Linked DNA regions of Gossypium arboreum: region 2 is linked to region 1. The links are chromatin contacts, called in public Hi-C maps. All regions are on one chromosome and are shown on one strand. Each heading gives the region's core, a stretch centred on a gene start, on an enhancer-like site or on the middle of the called end of the contact. The rest is flanking DNA. Distances are from core to core; before and after follow the strand shown.

Region 1 (2,525 bases), core at 13-2,512:
GATGATATCATAAACTTGTACGATGGGAGTGTTCTGTAGCAAAACTATACAAGTGTTGTGTATGTATATGGTCGTTTGTTTATTTTAGCTCCAATGCCCAACGAAGTGAGATAGCGCGATGGATTCAAATTTGAATGAAGGAAAAGTAAAGCCCCTTGATGGGGTTAGATTTATACAATAACCCTTATTTTTGTTTGCGCTGCTATATTACATTCCTATATGAACAAATTTATAGTATTGTCTGAAGAAGAAGACACTGCTTCAATGTTTATTGTTCATATCCTTCAAAGATCAAAGTAAAGAAATTGTAGTTCCTGTTTCCTTGTCTATGATATGGATACAGACAAAAGATATACTAAATAAATTCAAGTACTTGAATAAAGACATCAAAAGTAGGTGATGAATGGGTAGATTAAGTAAACATAAATACTTACAAGAAGTAATTGCCATCATTTGCATTTTCATTGGTGTAAGGGACGTCCCTATTAAACGCCTGCAAAGAAATATTATCCAAGTCAAAATCGTGGAGGATCTGATCGGCGTTAGCTCTACTGCTAGAAGAGCTAAAGTAGGCATCGGGGTGAACATTGGGGAATGATACCGCATGATGTTGTTGATGACTTGGTGGATAATAATAATCGTTGGCAGCGGCTGGCATTACGGAACTTGCAGTCCCGCTCTGATTTTGATCACTCCCGAGAGCAAAGTTCAAGTTGATAGGGCCTCTTCTGTTGTTGGTTGAAAGGGGTGGTGTTGTAGGACAACCAGTAAATCGTTGCACTAAGGCTCGAAAATTGCTGGCGTCAGCATTGAGAAGGGTGGTGGGTGTTTTCTTGGAAGCTCTTGCCCGCCTTCTTATTGGCTTTGGGGAAGAACCCTTTGCCAACTGATCATCTCTTCCTGAGCTAAGGTTCAGCTGGTTGCTCTCCGAAGAGGCTACAATAGTGGCATCAACATCAGAGAATCCCAAGGATGATGATGCCGACATTTCATCCATACTTTGTTCATAGAATTGCATCCATTCACTGGAGGTTCCCGTAGAGGTGTTCATGGAAAGGAATAATATCTATTCACTGATTTTCGCTGCTATTTTTTTTTTTTTTTTGGGGAATTCTTTGATTATAGAAAGGAACAACTTTTAGCTTCAATTTGTTCATACATATATACTAGTGACAGATAATGTCTGGTCAAAGTAAACAGGTATACTCTTGACCCTGCTTACAGAGAAGATTAAACTGCTTGAGCCCAAAGCAGAGCAGCTTCCTGGAAACAACGTGTGTTAATATCAATTATCAAATGGGTCATCATCAACATATCACATGCCTATAGGCTAAGTTTAGACCTTTGCTTTTGGTGGGTCTTTGCTTCTCGGTCAACCTAGTGCTTGAAAATAACAAATGAATTTAAAGTGTGGTTATTTTCCTCCGTTTTTCTTCTCCATTAAGTTGCATGTATACATAAGAACATGACGATACATGTCTTACACGATCAAATATAGATGAGTTTGAATTGAATTGAATTGGTGAGAGGCAATTCCCAGTAAAGGAGGCTGAATTTGCCCAAACAACATGCAAGATTGGAAATTGTAGGTTTTGAAAAGTCAGCATACCAAATATACCGGCTAGCTACATAATAAAAATGGGCAAGCTTCTAGATTCATATTTTCCACATTGCCCTCTTACATCAGTCCTATTCCATGCCAATCTCATGATAAATACATCCAAAATCAGTTTCTATCAAACCCAAACACAGAAACAAGTAATTATAGCTTGCTGGCTATTTCTGAGTTGCTGCCATGGGTTTCTCGTGAAGTAGAAAAATAAAGAAAGTTTGCAGTCCAGGGCATATTGATAATGAAGATGACATAACGGATAGCAAGTAGAACAAGAAACCATATATACTAATAATTGTTGAGATTACATTATGGTCATATTTACAGAAAAAACATAAAATAGTACTACTTGATTAATATAATATAAGGGAATTGTAGCTCGTGCGAATACTAGTTTTACTTTAAGGATGCCAATTCGACTTCTTTTTTCTAATATTATTAGGAACTCAGATGGGATTTATTGCTTGTTAAGCAAGCTGATGAGATAAGATTACTTATGAGTGGTATTTTCAGCAGGGGAGTCAGTCAAAAGAAAGGAAATAAATGCTGAATTTTGATATTTGTTTGTTTGGCTTGTCAGATGAACTCCATTTTATTTGCTTTATTTTCCATATTCGTTATACTCATTATTAACCCAAAATGCATTGGTTGTATGAATGGGAAAAGATGGGGGGGAAATTTCGCTTCTTTTATTGAAGTGTGGAAACGACGACTATTACTATATTCTTTTGTTTTGACCATCACCAAATTAAGAAAATGGATGATGGTAATTGGTCAAAGATGAACAGTATGGAATTAAGATAGAAGTTGACCAAGTGTTAATCACTCCTCTCTGCCTCTTTGTATGTGGCTTTACACTATCTACCATGTGACTCAGATTAAATGCCTTCAACCTACAACGGCTTATCCCTTT
Region 2 (2,525 bases), core at 16-2,515, 130 kb after region 1:
AAAAAGTAAATGGTCGGAAATATTTCACTTTTGAAAGGGAGATTCTTCATTGGATGGAAATATTTCACTTGCATTCCATTTGGAAAGGCGGACCAACCAGTGTGTAGAGGCAACGTGGCATAGACAGCACATGCATTGCTGCAAAAGCGAGCCCATAAGCCTCCAAAGTCTTTTCAGCTTGCTTGTCTTGAAAGTTCAAACTTATACCAAATAAATTCTAGAAAGTTTAACCACTAAACTACGTTAGGCACAACACATGGCTTGAAAGTCACATACTTCAGAGAAATAAATTAGATATTTAAAATCTTGTAAATATCTATTTGGGAAAAAACCAATTACTTATATTTAAAAATATTCCATCTGGCTCACCAAATTTAAGTATATATGTAAAAAATTCATATGTATGTATGTATGTCTGTATAGATGAGATGGGTATAAACTAACCACAATATTGGCTCCCCCAGAAGAAGGAAACCTTATAGGATTGCTGATTTTGTAGCTTCCGCCGAGCAAATCAATGACGACACCACCCAAGTCCTTCAAGCCAGGCAGCATTTGGAGAGTGGTTTGGACCTGGAAAGCGTCATTCAGCGCTTGCGAAATGGCGTCACTGCTCTCTTGCACCCCAGTAGGGTCTGCCCCGTACGCAATTGGGTAGAACACTCTTCCATTCTAACCCCCCCCCCCCAACCCCGGGCACAATTCAACAAATTAAGCCCACACCTCAAATGTTATTTGCATACAAGATAAAAAATGTAGGGAGTTTCTAAGTCTTACATTTTTGGTGACTGAGTCTAAGGAGTGGAGATGGAGAGGAACAGAAGGTGGCGATGCCAGCTCTTGTAACTTTGATCCAAGTTCAAATAACTTGTCTTGCCTGATGCCGGTGGAACAACTAGTTTCCTGCAACAGCAACAACATGATTAGGTAGAAGGATGCTGCTGAGTAGGGTTTCTTAGTCATTTGTACTGGGTTTTTTTAATTCACTCAGAATCAGAGAGAGAGAGAGGAAGGGAGAAGGGGGTTATGAAGGAAAGAAACTGTTACTTTTTGCAACGCGGGAATGGAGCAGGTTCGGTTTTGGCTTGGGGGGGACTTAACTTATGTCATGGCATTTGCCCTTTGGTCAGTATTTTAGGTGCACTACTACTCCTACTTCCATACCTAAAAGGGTTGTGTTAACTAGGAAAGAAAATCAAAGTAAAATTAAATTATTTGAACTGTGAATGCCCTTAATTTCCTTTAAAACATACTTGGGTCCACTCTGATCAAATGTTTTGCAAGGAATTAATTATAACCAGTATGGATGGACGGTGTTGAGCCTGTCCAATCACAAAACAGTCCAAGGAAAATAAACTTTTAGACTTAAAAAATTTTGTAACTTGTTAGTAAAGTTCCATTCCTGTCTCATGTGATAGTACTAGTTTAACATGGTATTAATAATTTTATTTTAAATTTTAATATTTCTATTTGGATTTGATTTTAATTTTGTCAAAATAAAAATATTAATATGACATTAAACTATTAAAAAGAGATACAAATAATGTAATCATGTTCTTGATGAACATATAGACATACGAGAAAATGGTAAAATTTTAAATTAAATTTTTATAATTTATAAAATTTTAAATTAGTAATAGTAAAATTATATTTTCGTCCTTTCAAAAAAATAAAAATTAATTTTAATCTTTTAAAAATTATAAAAATATAAATTATTAAAATAATAAAATTATATTTTCACTATTATAAAAATATATAATTTAATTTCAATCTTTTATCCATCACCTGCACCAACCAACCAAGAGGAGAAGCGTGGCGCAAATATTAGGATGCCCGGCAGCAATGTTTCTTTTTCAATGTAATCAAATATTAATATACCAAAATCCACTATTATATTGTTTTAATAGTAAAGCAAGAGTCAAGACTGGTTAGGACATTTGTTAGTTTACTAGGAAAAAGTGAACATAAATATGAACAACAATGGTTAATATTGGCATTAATGCGGATAGTTGAGGTTGCAGACCGCAATAATTGACGTTCAGCATGTACTTGTAAGTCGAGCAAAATTTATTTGATTAAAAAAATTAAAAAATATTTAAACTTTAAGTTAATCAAAATTTAGATAATTTGATTTAAGTTTTGAGTTCAATTCGATTTGAATTTGCACAATTCGAATAACTTGAATAATTTGAATATTAGATCAGTGTGAATATCTTTTTGGTCATTATCAACTTTGAAGATAAGCAAATTAATCTTTCTCTTAACAAAATTACAAAAAATTTAAAATATATTTTTAAATTTAAAATATTTATAAAAATTCAAAATTTATATTGTAAAAATTCTATATATATATATATATATATATATATATATAAGTTAAAATTTAAAAATTTTGTGACCCAATTAATATTCAAATTTATGATACTCAAGTATCTTTTTTTTTTACTTTGAAAAAGTTTTTCAAATATATATTATTTCAAATTTACGTGATTTAGCATGAAATTAGTTATATTATAATAATATTT

Evidence for each region. Hi-C and Micro-C count contacts between places; a contact is called where the count stands out from the background.
Region 2: a Hi-C map of leaf shows a contact between it and region 1, with 2.6 times the contacts expected there. The contact joins the promoter of LOC108477397 here to the promoter of LOC108478350 in region 1. A contact is called at or near these places in 3 of 5 Hi-C or Micro-C datasets (all in leaf).

What each region holds. Positions count from the first base shown.
Region 1 is chr12:10,026,954-10,029,478 of ASM2569848v2, forward strand. LOC108478350 (VQ motif-containing protein 22) reads right to left here and starts at 1,263. Exons shown (of 2, transcript XM_053023432.1): 1 at 602-1,263; 2 at 75-493. The coding sequence starts at 1,051. The coding sequence ends at 431.
Region 2 is chr12:10,160,762-10,163,286 of ASM2569848v2, forward strand. It overlaps LOC108477397 (polygalacturonase QRT3), which reads right to left and starts at 1,266. Exons shown (of 3, transcript XM_017779931.2): 1 at 778-1,266; 2 at 445-672. The coding sequence starts at 963.